Regions from separate parts of the Sus scrofa genome. Here region 2 is linked to region 1. Evidence: chromatin contacts called from public Hi-C data. All regions are on one chromosome and are shown on one strand. The core of a region is the stretch at or near the end of the contact, and the rest is flanking DNA. Distances in the headings are between cores, read along the strand shown. Region 1 holds the start of CYFIP2 (cytoplasmic FMR1-interacting protein 2). Region 2 holds the start of MED7 (mediator complex subunit 7).

Evidence for each region. A called contact is a pair of places that touch in the nucleus more often than the background predicts.
Region 2: a contact with region 1 is called in a Hi-C map of brain, with 4 times the contacts expected there. The contact joins the promoter of MED7 here to the promoter of CYFIP2 in region 1. A contact is called at or near these places in 3 of 47 Hi-C or Micro-C datasets (blood, brain and embryonic fibroblasts) and 1 of 2 datasets of contacts at active chromatin or transcription factors (alveolar macrophages).

What each region holds. Positions count from the first base shown.
Region 1 is chr16:65,997,743-66,005,219 of Sscrofa11.1, reverse strand. It overlaps CYFIP2 (cytoplasmic FMR1-interacting protein 2), which reads left to right and starts at 3,648. Exons shown (of 31, transcript XM_021076694.1): 1 at 3,648-3,782.
Region 2 is chr16:66,111,199-66,118,675 of Sscrofa11.1, reverse strand. It overlaps MED7 (mediator complex subunit 7), which reads right to left and starts at 3,834. Exons shown (of 2, transcript NM_001044615.1): 1 at 3,801-3,834. The region is part of intron 3 of FAM71B (protein FAM71B); the gene reads right to left.

The sequences.
Region 1 (7,477 bases), core at 2,399-4,898:
ACTGAGTGAGGCCAGGGATTGACCTGCATCCTCATGGATACTAGTCGAATTTGTTTCTGCTGCACCACAACAGGAACACCCTAAAAAAACATTTAAATATAATGTATCTCCATACCTTGCATTAAATGCATTTTTGGAATAGAATGGCATACTCATGAAAATATGGATTTGGTTTAGGAGGGGGGGAAATGAGGCTATATATAATTTTGGCTAAAGGTTAAAATCATGAGTTTTGGTTTCCTGACCTTGGGTGAGTTATTTCACCTGCCTCAGTTTCCTCAGTTATAAAATGGGGCTAACAATGATAGTTTACTCAGAGGATAATTTTGAATATTAGCTAAGAGTGCAGTAGGTAAATGTTAGCCATCATTATTAATATTAATACTTATGTTTTCTCTCTCCATAACCAATTCTTATGCCCATTCCAGATGCTCCACTCTTGGTTTCTATGAAGCAGGGTCTGCCAATGGATTTTAAATGGAACCTTAGATTTTGTGATTGATTTTGGGCTTTTCTAAAAACAAGGCAATGTTGCCACATACGGAACCATAACACGTGGCCCACAGCTTTGTAGGTGGCAAAGCAATTCTCGCCTGATAGCTATGATCCTCTCCTTGGTGAAGGGGCAGCCTGGGGCTGGATAGGAAGGATATCTAAGCAGCACACAGATGACTTCAAATTTGAATGGCAATGTGTAAACCAAGCTTTTGCTTTTGATTTTTATTCAACCCACTTTTACGATTAATTGTATTATTTCACATAATAGAACACCTCTCATGTGCTAGGCTCTGAGAATGTAATGGGGAACAAGACACATCTCTGCTCTCTTAGATTTTATGCTTGAATGGTGGTATGCAGGTTAAGTGTGTCAACAATTACAAGACAGCATAACAAGTGGTAGGGTAGAGGAAGCCCAGGGAGCTATGGATGCAAGGACAGCCTACCCTAACCCAACCCCAACATGGACAGGTCATGGAGGCAGTGACAACTATGCAGATCCCAGAAGGATGAATAGAAGTTAGGCAGTATTGTTGGGGGGAAGGTCTGGAAGGGACAGGGAAAGGAAGAGCGATCACTCCAAGCAAAAAAGCCCAGCTTGTGCCAGGGCCACGTGCAAGAGAGAACCCAGTAAGTTTGGGGAATGAAAGACTCCTAGATGAAGCACAGTGAGTTTTCTCGAAGCAGAAGAGACTGAAGAGGCAGATGTCAGATCATGGAGACCCTTGTAAGCCATGGTAAGGAGTTCTGGCTCCATCCTGAGAGCGGTGAGGAGTTAGCAAAAGGCATTAAGCATGGCGGGGACAAGTCTTTTGTTTTCACTCATGCAATTTTCTACCCACAGAGGGACCTTTGAGTATATCCAACCTACTTCCCTTTATAGATGGAGAAAGAGAGGTGAAATGACTTGTCTAACATCACTTGGTTGCAAAACCCGGACCAAAAGGCGAACCTCTAGATTTCTAACACAGTAGTTTCAACAAGACCGTATTACTTCCTCTTATAACCAAACAATTCAAGGGGGCAGTGAATTATTTTTGCCTAAGATCTAACCCAGTATATACATAACTGTCTCTTTTTGTTGTTGTTTGTCTTTTTGCCTTTTCTAGGGCCGATCCTGCGGCATATGGAGGTTTCCAGGCTAGGGGTCTAATTGGAGCTGAAGCTGCCAGCCTATGCCACAGGCACAGCAACGCAGGATCTGAGCCGCATCTGCGACCTACACCACAGCTTATGGAAAAACCGGATCCTTAACCCGCTGAGCGAGGCCGGGGATCAAACCCGCAACCTCATGGTTCCTAGTCCGATTTGTTAACCATTGAGCCACAACAGGAACTCCCTGTTGTTGTTCTTTTTAAGCAACACATTCCTGCAAAGTGAAAAGACAAGGAAGGAGCCACAGGGAGAAATACATCTTCCATAAATCTACAACATCTGAAATAATATGCCATTTAGAATGAAAATCCAATCTCTCATTGTTAAATACTTGTAATCACTGACACCCCAAATCCCAAGGATCACAGTTGAAAAATTAAAAAAAAAAAAAAGGGGGGGGGAGGATCTTGCTGCGGTTCAGCAGTAACAAACCCAACTAGTATCCATGAGCATGTGGGTTTGATCCCTGGCCTTACTCAGTGTGTTAAGGATCCAGCATTGCCATGAGCTGTGGTGTAGGTTGCAGATGCAGCTTGGATATGGAGTTGCTGTGGCTGTAGCATAGACCTGCAGCTACATCTCTGATTTGACCCCTAGCTTGGGAACTTTCACATGTCATGGGTGGGGCCCTAAAAAGACACACACAAAAAAGGAAACCTCAGTTCTCTTTTTAAAGCCATCCTCCACAAACACCCCCACAGCTTTCTCACATGGCATCAGGGACAGAAATGTATATGTATACATAAGTCATCCTTTCTGAAATAGAGATTTAAATTAGAATGAGTGATGTAACATCAAACCACAAAGGATCATGAATCCTGAGCACTCGGGAAAGGATGTGAGATCAGCGAGGACAAAGACTTATACAAGTCCTTTGCTGAGTGTTGAGTAATGTGGCTCCTCTATAAATAACCCTTGATAGGAAGAGCTGAGTGATGAACTTTACATTTGCAAGCCCCTCAGATATATTTCAGGAAAGTTCCCTTGTAGCAAGACTTTACCCCCTAACTTTAAAACATCTCAAATGATTTCAAATCATTTACCTTGTGAAGTAGGAAAGGCAACGATTATTCCCCACATTTTAGATGTGGTGGCATCTCAGGAACAGAGTGGTGAAGTGACTTGCTCAGGGGTCCCAAGGTTGGAATTAGGTGTTGTCTGACTTCCACCTGGTTTGAGGCCCCGCCAGGATGCATTTCAATGTGAACCATTTCTTTGGAGGGCCCTAAATGGCAAATAAGTCTTGAAGAGAAAAGTGCCTGTCCTCTCAATTCCTTCTCTAATTTCCGTCATCATGGATTTGCCTTTTTGTCCATTAGGCAATTAATTCTTCCTGAATGAAGTTGAGGCAGGCCTCTGCTTAAGAGATGGCAGCTTCAGGGATTCCACACCAAGGAAGTGAAAGAGAGAACCAGTAGGTATTCTTGAACAGAGGAGCAGCATTTGGGATCAGACTCCATTGGCAGAAGCCCTCTCCCCAACTCTCAGGTTTATTTTCTACCATTTCACCCTGTTTCTTTTTTTCTTTTTTTTTTTTTTTCCACAAAACGGTCTTTTAGCTGAAACTGGACATTTGCCAAGTTAATTTATGCCATGTATCTCCTGATAGATGATAAGCTCCAGAAGGGCAGAGACTCTGTCTTTTGCATACCCCAGTGCATACTCAGCTCCTGGCACGGTGCTTGGAACGAAAGAAGTGCTCGAAAAATATGCATTTGGAAATCATGTGAGATCAATGAGATCCTAATGGAGCCCAAAGGATCAGTCCTCCCACAAGCTGCAGGTGTGGTTCCTGGGTCTGAGGGGCCCGGGAAAATCCTCCCTAAGCGATGTAGCTGGCTCTCCTGGGGCGAGAGGTCCGGGTGCAGGTCTGGGATGCGCCAGCCGCGCTGAGGGACGCACCCAGAGCCCCTGGCCGCAGCCATTTCCTGCTCTTTGTGTGACAGGCGCGGCGGCGAAGGGGCGGGGTGCGGGGAACGGAGGAGGAGCCGCAGCGGATGGAGGGGCGGGGCCGAGGGCGGGCCCAAGCGCGGCGGCCGCCGAGCCGGGCCAGGCAGAGCATCCTGCGCCCCGGCGCGGGGCCCCCGCCGTATCCTCGGGCAGCTCCCCTAGACCTGCTGCAGACCCAGGTAAGCGGCGCTCGCAGGCCTCGGGGCCGGCGTGGAGACCGGGATGCTGCTGGGGATGTCGACGCAGCCGTAGAGATGCGCGAGGGGCTCGCACCCCTTCTCCCAGCGCCGTGGGGGTGCTCGGCGCGGCGGCCGGGCTAGCCCGGCCTGGGGGCCCCAAGAAGCTCCCAGAGGCCGGGCCTCGGGCCCAGCACAGCCCGCTGCCCCCTTTGGCCCACCCTAGTGCCTGAGGCGCGGACCGCCTTCGGGGAGGCACCGACGCATGGAGAAGCTGAGGCGCGGTGGCGGTGGCAGCAGCAGCAGGTGCGCGGCCTGGGCCGAAGCCACCCGCCTGGGAGGAAGCGGCGCTCCTGTCGAGCATCTGAAGCACCTGCAGCGGCCGCGAGGCCGGCGGTGGCGACCTCCCGGCGCCCAGGTACCGCAGAGCGCCGGCCACCGCCTCTGCTGCCGCCTCTGCCGCTGTAGCTACCATCACCTCCCCCAGGGCCAGCTAGAGCCGCCTGGGCCCGCCTGGCAGCCGCCTTGGACGCAGCGCGCCCTGTAGTGAACGTGAGATGGGTGGAGCAGGGGTCTCCGCAGCGTTGTTTCGGGGTGGGGGGCTTTAATGAGCGAGGAGGCAGGCCTGACCCGCTTTGAAGCCTTCTGGCCTAGCATCCTCTCCCTCTGGCTGGCTGGGGGCGGGGAGGAGGTGGGGGGAAGGGAAAGAGTGGTCTGATTCCTGGGGGAAAGGTTGGGTTTTATTTAGCTCTGTAGTGGCTTCTGCGTTGCAGGACAGCCGCCTCCCTCCAGGGGTATGCATCATCTGAAAAGGTATACAAGGGCAGTTCTCCGTGTGGCAGTGGGGGTGGGGGCGGGAAGCATGGTCTGGAGTAGGTTCTGTCTGGAAAACCTGACAGAGAAGGACACCGAGACTGCCCAGGTACCCTGCTCAGCCCAGGGAATCTGACTTTGACCTCTGCCTGTCTAGTTTCCCCACCATAGCAGTGCGACTCACCAAGGACTGATGGATGGGCCTTCAGCTCCCCTTACAGCGGGGCCCAGAAAGGGACAAGGTTATTTTCCTGTGGGCTTCTGGGCACTTGTGCCTTCGAGGCATGGTCAGAAAGGCTGGGGTAGCCCTGCAGGCATGAGGGGCAATCAGGAGAGTGCTGGTTCCCACCTCTCCCTTCCCACCTCCTGACTCTGTCACTTTTGCGCACGGGGGTGGGTAGGGGGGAAAAGGAGGGGTGTGGGGAGGCCGTCGATCTTACCTTACTCTTGGGCACAGGCGCTGTTGCAAGCCATGCTGGCAGCTGTGAAGATTATAGCTGCTGGAGGGCAAAAATCTAGGTCCATATCCCTGGACAGGGTGGTGAAGGCCTTGAAAGTTGTTTTCTCCATCAGAGCTTCTCTGCGATCCCTCCTGAGACCGCTCACCTCTGCTTCCACACAGTGCCCTGTGCTCCACCCCCACCCCCACCCCCACCCTATTCTCCTGTGCCAGAAATTGTTTTCAAGAAAGGAGCCAGTGAAGGCATTTATCCTCAAAGAGCCAAATACAAACAAATTTCCCATTAGACGCAGAGCAGGTGCTTTAGAAGTCATTTGACCAGAAAGGAAACAGAGGCTTAGAGGCATTTTAATGGGAAACAAAGCTTTTAGTAAATAATATTTCATATCTCTAACGGTGGAATTTCAGGCAGTGGGCTGGAAGTGGGAGTGGGGAACTGGGTCGCAATTTTGGGGAACAGCTCACTGAAATGACAGCTTTTAGCAGCTGTCAGTGCTGTTTGCTTGCTGCAAGGGCAGCTTTGGCCTTAAGGGCAGAAATACCATAGGAGTAGTGTGTGTGTCTGTGTGTGTGTGTGTAACTGGTCAGGGGTTACTGTCACTAGAAGGCATTGTTGAGCACTCAGTGTCTATTTGGAAGAGGTGAAACCTATAGAGAGTTACTTGTTGACACTGGCTGCCATCTGCCAGAGCAGCTACTAGGCCACAAGAAGAGTGTGTTGTTGCTCTCAAAGCCAGTTCCCCTGGCTAGTTCTGCAGGCTGAGCCTCTGGCTGGGGGCATTAGCGTGCTGTTCACTAAGCTTCTTTATTATATTTCCTGGCCAGTTCTGACTGGTTCTGTAGGCACCCAGGCCTGCCTTGTTCAGTACCTGCTGGAAATGGAAAAGGAAAAACTTGTAGGCATTAGACCGAGAGTGGGATATGAAGTCCACCAGGATAGGAGAGTTTTACTCAAAGCCAATCAGAGTCTGGCGCAGAGAAGAAAGTAGACAAGAATTTAAAGACTGGAAAAGGATCTTGGGGGAATAGTACATGTCCTATCTGAAATATTGTGCCCTCTCGGGCATGCAGTGGGCCTCTGCTGCTGTCACTGAGTGGCAAGGCGAATTAGGTGATGAATAGGCAACAGCTAATTAGCATTGGGAACAGCACTCCTGGAAAATAGTGCCGAGAGCTCCAGTCCCCACATTTGAGGATCAGCCTATACTCTCAAAGAGGTTTCTCTTGGCCACTGTTGGTCCCAGGGTTCCGCCCAGAGCTGCGCAAAATGGCCTTTTATAGCCTCCATGTGGCCACCATAACAATGAGTCTATTTCTTTACTGGCATGTATTAATTATTCACTTGTAGTTGACGAAACCAGACAGCAGTCCCCTCACTGGAGCCTTTGTAAAAGGCCTCGGGTCTTATTGTCCTGAGGAGCAAAGCCAAGTCTAGGGTCCAGAGGATGGATCCTGCATTAGTCGTGGAGATGGGGCAAGGGGGGGCGGAGCATGCAGTTACCTTGAGCAGAGACACCTGTGCCATCAGTGGTGGGGAAGGATGCTCTTATTAAATAAGGGATGCCGCAAAGTGCCTAGCACATAGTGTGTACTATTATATTTATGTGTTTATTGTTATAATGCATTAATTACATAATCATGAAGAATGTGGCTCATGTCACCTTGTATATTGTGTGTCAATTTAAGAAGACAGATTCTTTGTGTGTGTGTGTGTGTGTTGTTGACTCTGCTAAAGGATTTCATGGCCTTAGAGGGCCTCCCACAGTGAAGGTTCCACCCTGGTCGCCCAGCAGATGCCTCATTGCTGGTGTCTGTGTCCAGGAACAGCATGCCTGTGAGTTGGCTGGTGTAAGTCTTCATTGCTGAGGGTGAGGAGGCACAGGAGTTCCTGGATGTGCCCCAGTTTGGGGGAAGGAGGTTTAGCCAACCCAGAGTTCTTACCAACCCTCTGCCTCCAGTGCTTTCCTGGATGTGCTTTTCCCAGTGGAGTTGGTCTTTGTGACCAAGAAACCTGGCCCCAGGTTTACCTGCCAAAGGTAACCAAGGGAAAGCATGCTGAGATGTGATGTCTGCAAGGGCTTCAGCCAGGAAATGCTTTGGAGAAGCACAGGAAGGTGGCATAGCTGAGGGCAGAGAGAAGGGGGAGAGGGTATGCTCAGCAGCAGTCCAGAGGTAGTTCTCACATTTCGACACAGGGATCAGGAAGCACCTCTTCCTTTGCATCCGTTCAGCATTTTGCAACCCAACCAAAAACATCAAGGGCACGCTTCGCTTCCCAAGCAGAGCAGTCCGGTGGTCTTTGGACACCAGATTTATCCCTGACTTGCTGTGTGCCTTTAAACCAGCCACTACCTCTCTGAGTTTGAAAATGGGGAACCGAAAGCAGCCTGCCCAGCTTGTCACCTACCTGTTGCCACAGGAGCCC
Region 2 (7,477 bases), core at 2,585-5,084, 110 kb before region 1:
AGCCTTCCCCTCATTCATTTTGTCACTACCCAGTATGGTATCAACCTCCTACCTCCACAAAAACTACTCATCAAGGTCATCAACAATCTCCACATGACCAAATCCCATGGACTTTAAGGGGATCTTAATCTCTTAGCATTCTCTTTTTTTTTTTTTTTTTTTTTTTTTAATGGCCGCACCTGCGGCATATATAAGTCCCAGGCTAGAGGTCGAATCAGAGCTGCAGCTGTCAGCCACAGCCACGCTGGATATGAGACCTATACCAGTTTGTGGCAATGCCAGATCCATAATCCACTAAGCAAGGCCAGGGATTGAACCTGCATCCTCATGAATACTAGTCAAAACTCTCAGCAGCATTTCCTTAATTTGCAATACACTCCGCTTCTCCTCCAGCTTCAGTGATCCTACATTTTCATTTTCCTCTACCCCACTGGCCACTCCTTCTCAGTATCCTTTACCGCCCTTTCTTCTCTATCCAAATTTTAATGTTGGCATGCCTCAGAGGGCTGCCCTAAATGAGAATCACAAACTCAAATACCAAAGGGAAAAGGCAGGCAATATAAAGAGTGAAGCACTCTGAGGCAGGGATTAGGGCAAACTGAGCATCTGCCTGCCAGACTTGAAAGCTTCCTGCCACTAGCATTCATGTGGGAAAGAAGATTCATTGTTTCTCAGTTTCTTGATGTTTCAAGGGCAAACCCCCATATTTTTACATGAAATCTCTCAAGTTTTAAAAATACTGGCAATTAATTCCAGAAATTGTCAAGTACTGCGAGGTCAAAAAGAATTATCTGTAACAATCGTTGTTGCCTGCTGATCAGTAATTTTAGACCTGTTTCGTGTTCTCCCTTGGATGGTCTCAGTCAATTCCACAGCTTTAAATACCATTTCTACAGTGGTTCTCAACCAGGCATGATTTTGCCCACCAGAAGACATACGGTAAATGTCTTTCTGTTAACTCTTGGTTTTTTATCTCCAGACTGCGTCTGGGCTCCTTCTGGATGTTTCAAACTAGAAAAGAAAAAAAAAAAAAGTTCTCTGATTCCATCTACCGTATATACCCACACCCTACACCTGTTCTCTCCGTTTCTAATCTTTCCTATCTTGTAAAATGTCCCCATTATATACCTAGTGTTTCAAGCCATAAATCTGAAAGGTATCTTAGGCCTCCGTTTTTACCAACCTACTCTCCTCACCATCACTGCCAAATTTATCAAGACCTGTTAATTCCAAACCTCACTATCACGAATTCATCAGTTTTGACCAAGACACCATTCCCTCTTACCTGGAACACAATGGCTTCACCAGGGATTATTTCATATTCGTTACTATTCTTCTCTATATACCAGTCAACCCAACTCTCACACCACATTCCTTTTCCCTTCTATCCTAGAAAAAATGTTTTCCAGTATTCTTATACAATTCTTTACACCAACCTCTCCTGCCTTTGGGTCTTTCCATATGATTTTCTTCCTGCTTCAGGCACTAGCTTAAAATTGTCACCTCTAAAGATATTACTTCTCTGATTATTCATCAAAAACAGATTCTTCCTTTCCTCTTTTACTCTCTGTACCAGAATCTGATTTGTTGCCCCAGTCAGACTATAAGCTACAAGGGGAAGGACTATAACTATCACAGCTCTCACTGTGTCAATTGCGCACAAAAGCTTCATAAATATTTGCTGGTAGCTCCATTCATTTCAAAAGGGTTCCAAACCAGTGGAAATTTGGAAGTAGGTACAAACATCTTTAACATGCATTTATTCCTTCAAACATTTACTGTTTGTCTAATATATGATAATGATGATTATGACAGATAATATTTGTAGTGTATACTATGTGCCAGACACTGTTCTTAATTACTTTTCTCATGGTTATGAGAAATCTAAGAAAAGAAAAGTGCTCTTTCCAATTTGGAGATGAGACCACTGTGGCTCAGAAAGGTTGACCCACTTCTATAAAGTCACAGAGTAAAGGAAGGATCCAGAGTCTGAGAATGTCAAACACTACACCATTCTCTCTCTTAAGAAACACTGCCTCCATCCTAGCGTTGCTTAAAAATCTATCAAGGAAAATGGACAACAGATAACTACACGGCTTAAGGGTGCTACAAAAGACCAACAGATCTGACTACCAAAAACAAATCTAAAAACCATATAGAAAAGTATATCATAAACGAAATTAAAAAACAATCCCATTTTTCTGGGAGAAGAATGCTTGCAAGCTAACAAAGGACAAATACTAGGAATTTAATTTTGATTTTTTTACTGACTCCATCCCCACAAGAAGAAAAGCACTACGACTTCAGGAACTGTCTGTCTTATTCAAAAATGTACCTCCAGTATTTCAAGCAATGCCTAGAAGGTGCTAAATCCTCAATAAAGATTCAATGAGTTGTGGTTGTTTTTAACCTATATTTTTAAAAATTAATAGAAAAACAGGCAAAAGATGACAAAGAAAATGGAAATGTGAATAAAAGCTTGAAAACATTCAGACTAATGCACCGTTAAAAGCAAATTTTAAAAAGGATCCTTCCCATCTAACAGACTATTAAGATTTCAACTATTCCATCATTCAACAAACATCAGAACACCTTCCATGCAGTGGGCCCTGGATCCCGGACCTGGGGCTCCCAGAACACTCCCCTTCCTCTCGGTGCCCTCAGAGTGGCCGTCTCAATTTTAGAAGCAGGTTTCCCAATTTCAGAAGCAGGCTAGGGGTCAATTCCGAGCTACCGCTGGCGGCCAATGCCACGGCTCACCACAAGGCCAAATCCTTAACCCACTGAGTGGGCCAGGAGTCGAACCCGCAACCTCATGGTTCCAGGTCGGATTCCTCTCCGCTGCGCCACGACGGGAACTCCAGTATCACTGTTTTATACCCTCCCTTACTTAAGCTTCGTAATATTTCTGTGAGTTTAATACCACTATCGATTTCATTTTAGAGCTGATAATTACAAGTCTGTCTCATTGAGAGGGAGTGTCTGCAACCAGATCAAAAAGCTAATAAATGGCAGAGCAGGAATTCTTATCTAGGTCCTTTTTGTTGCACCATCAAGCTCTCTCAAATCAGTGAAGTACCAAGAGCCTAACAATACAAAAAAAACTTGATATACTACAGAAATTATGTTTCTCTCTCCATCACTTCTCTCAGCTGAACTTGTCAAAAGCGATGGAAGTCTCTGGTAAAACCAGCGCCAGGCATCACAGGTGGTGATCAGATTGAAGATCCACCTTTCAGTGTCTGTTTCGTTTTGGAGGACTTAACTAAAACAGAAAGGTATTCCAGGGTGCCAGTCCCAGAGGTTTTGCTCACTTCTCTACTGTGAAGGGGGACGCTTAAAAGCTGCCTTCAAAACCTCTCTGGATGATCTGATGATGAGGCTATAGTTCTACCTCCTTCCCAGCCTCCCACTATTTCATGTGATTAGAGGACTGATCCCCGAGGGAGGGTTGGTTATCTCATAAAGCCGGAGGGGCCAAGAGACTTGCAGAGGCTACACAAACCAGCGGCACACGACTGGAACTCAGCTCCCCGGACCTCCGGCGCAGCTCGAGATCCCGACTCGGAAGCAGCCCGCAGCCCACTGCGCGGAGAGCACCTTCCTCCAGGCGCTCTACCCGGCGGCTCCGCGGGGGTCGGGGAGGCCGCGCTCCCCGAAGGGCGCGGGAGAGGAAGGTGGGCGAGCACACTATGCGCCAAGCCTCCCACCACTCCCAGCCCGCCGGGAGGAAGCGGCGGGGTCCGGAAGGAGAAATGCAGCGGACGGAACCGAGCCCCAAGTCGTCGCCGCCCACTCACCTCGGTACTGGGTTTACACTGGTAACCGCCTTCGCCACCACAGCCGAAGTCCAACTTCCGGCCTCCTCTTCCCGGAAGAAGCTACTGGTGCTGTCTCTTGACTGGCGGAAAGAGCTGTCCTTTAACCCAGGCTCTAGTCCCGCCTCAGACCGATGGCTCGCTATTGCGCCTGCGCATAACCTCCTCTCTCCCCGCTCTTTCCGCGATTTGGCGGCAGCCGCAGGGTTTGGGGTGTTGGAGTCTTTTCTTGTGCTTTTTCTATCAGTAGCAGTGGCACGTGGTAGCGTCGTTTCTTTTTTTGCTGTTTTTTTTTAACGCTTAAAATTAAAGCATCCATATGCCTTACATAAACTTTAAAAAATAGAGACAAGCAGCTATTTTTAAACGTTACATTTAAAAAAATGTTACCCCACTGTCAAAAACAACATTTAAATAAATACATAAATAAATAATTTTAAAAATAACCTTAAGAAATGAGATTGGACTCCACATGCTGGAAATAATTTGGAACATGGAAATCTTAATCTCGAAATATGTGTGAAAATGGTTGGGAAGCAACATATTCTTAATTTATATTTCTTCACCGTCCATTCAGTTTTATTCACGTATTCAGATTCTGTTACATTTCCAGGCAACAAATTAACAAGCATAAAACAAAACGATATGTAAGAGTTTCTTCTGGAGGCGACTTTCAAGAAGTGCTACACATTTCTAAATTTGTGGGAATCTTACAAAAAAGCATGCTACCAAGACACGGCTCGGATCCCGCCTTGCTGTGGCCCTGGCTTACGCTGGCAGCTACAGCTCCAATTGGACTCCTAGCCTGGAAACCTCCATATGCAGTGGGTGCAGCCCTAAAAAGACAGAAAGACAAAAAAAAAAAAAAAAAAAAAAAAAAGATTTTTTTATTCCAGTTTTTAAAACTTACTATGAAGCGTTCCAAACATATATAGAAGTAGAGAATAGTCTCTACTTTCAATTTCAATAATTATCTACCTATAGACATTATTTCAGTTCAGTATGCATTTCTGAAAGATAAAGACTTGTTTGGGGGTTTTATTGTTGTTTTCATTGAACCACAGAACCACTGTCTCATTTAAAAATAAGTTAATAACTTGATTTAGTTTCATCAATGAAATCAGTATGAAAATACCAAATGTCTGAAGATGCAATGAAGTCTTTTGTGACTAGCTGATGTATCTTTTTATTATCTTTTTTTTTTTTTTTTTTTTTTTGGCTTTTTAGGGCCACACTCCAGGGCATATGGAGGTTCCCAGGCTAGGGGTCTAATTGGAACTGTAGCTGCTGACCTAGACCACAGCCACAGCAATGCAAGATCCAAGCCACGTCTGTGAACTACACCAGAGCTCAGGGCAAAGCTGGATCCTTAACCCACTGGGCAAGATCAGGGATCAAACTTTCATCCTCACAGATGCTAGTCAGGTTCATTAACTGCTGAGCCACAATGGGAACTCCTCTTTCTATTATCTTTTAATCTATAGTTTCCTTCCTCCATTTCAGTCCCCCCCCCCACACACATCAATTTATTTGTTGAAGAAATATGTTCACTTTTTTTTTGTTTTCGTTTTTTGGCTTTTTGACTTTTTAGGGCCACACTTGTGGCACATGGAGGTTCACAGGCTAGGGGCTGAATGAGAGCTACAGCTGCTGGCCTATGCCACAGCCACAACAACTTGGGATCCGAGCTGCGTCTGCAACCTACACCACAGCTCACGGCAACGCTGGATCCTTAACCCACTGAGCAAGGGCAGGGACCGAACCCGCAACCTCATGGTTCCTAGTCGGATTCGTTAACCGCTGAGCCACAGCAGGAACTCTGAAACATGTTCACTTTTGATCGTACTCCATTCAGGCTTTTCTCCCTTCCCTGAGACCAACGTGACCTACATGGTGTCCTCTAAGGGTTTTGTTTTTGTTTTTGTTTTTGTTTGTTTGTTTGTTTTTTGTGTGGAAGTTCCTGGACCAGAATCAAAACTGCAGCACAGCAGCAACCTGAGAGGCTGGAGTGAGAACACCAGATCCTTAACCCTTTGTACCACAAGGGATCTCCCTCCAATGGGCATTCTTAGTCCTCATTTTATTCTACTCTCAGCAGCCTTTGGCACATTCAATCATTCGAATTGCCCCAGGACTCAGTTCTCAGTTCTTAGCGGGATATTCTCTAGGTGATGCTACGCAGGTGATATCCAGGAAGAGGCAACATCCTCTCTTTTGCACTCAGACCCTTTTATTCAAAAGTATTACACATCTTCACTCAGTTGCAACTTGACTCAATTGCAAAGGCTCAAATCCAAATATTCATCTTTTACTCCTCTTTCTCCCATACTCCCCACTACCACACCAGCCTTTTGTATTAGTTCTATGTGGAAATAAGTACAAGTCCCAAATAGAATTCATTTTCACCAACCCCACTGCCTGGGTCCTCATTCATGCCACCACCATTTCCCCTGGACTTCTGAAATAGCCTCCTACATAGCTTCCTTGCTATCACTTTTGTCTATCCTTCCTTAGCCTACTTACCACACTATCTTAAAATACAAGATAGATCTGACCACTCTATTCAGAGTTCTCCAAGATTTTCTATCACACAACAAAATCTGCTATCCTCACCATGACCTATATAAGGTGCCACAAAATCTAGTCCTTGTCTACCTCTCTGATAACATTTCTTACCATTTTTTTCCATGCTCACATTTTTCTAGCTACAGAATTTCTTTCTCTCAAAATTGTCAAGCATACTTCTGCTTTAGGGCCATTGCATTTGCCTGGAATTCTCTCTCCAAAGATATTCACATGCTTCACTTCCTCACTTCATGCAGGTCTCTGGTCAAATATGACCTTAGAGGGGTCTTCCCTGGTCACTCTATATAAAGTAGCATGCTCCAATCATTCTCTTGGGGAATATCCCAATCCCCTTACTGTGCATTATCTTTCCTTCATAGAACTGATATCACCTGATATCATATTATATAATGTATAAATTTCTTTTTATTGTCTTTCTTCGCCATCAAAATAAATTTATGAGCATAGAGTGTTCATTTTATTCACTGCTGCATCCTTAGCACTTAGTACCTACAATTGGGAAGTGCCAAATGAACATCTATTGAATAAGTTACAAAATGAATATAATCAATAACAGAATAGTAGATAATCATAAGTGACAAAATGAACATCTGTTGAATAAGTAATAAAATGAATATAAAATTTCACGTGAATTCACAGTGTGACATTGATGGATAAACCAGGGTCTATTTAGCCCAAGCCCCATTGTGTGAAATTGTCTTCATCCCAACTTTTGCCACTGTAAATACACCGGATGAGCATCCTGGTTCCTGGTGTGTATATGTTTCTGTATGTGTTCAATATTTTCCTTGAAATAAATTTCTAGAAATGGAATTCTGGACCCAAAGGTGCAGTGTCTTGGTTAGTGGCAAGATCGAGGTTAGAATCTGGGACTCTTGACTCTAAGTCTAGTGTTCTTTGCAAGTGAATAATGGTATGAAATTCAAATCATGAGGGGGACTAGTGAAAATACGGTATATAATAAATGTTTGCTTATGTGGCTCTACTTTCAAAATCTGAATATAAAGTTTATTCCTTAAAGATGCCTTGTATAACTTCACAAGGACTACATCCATTCAACAAATCTTTATTGC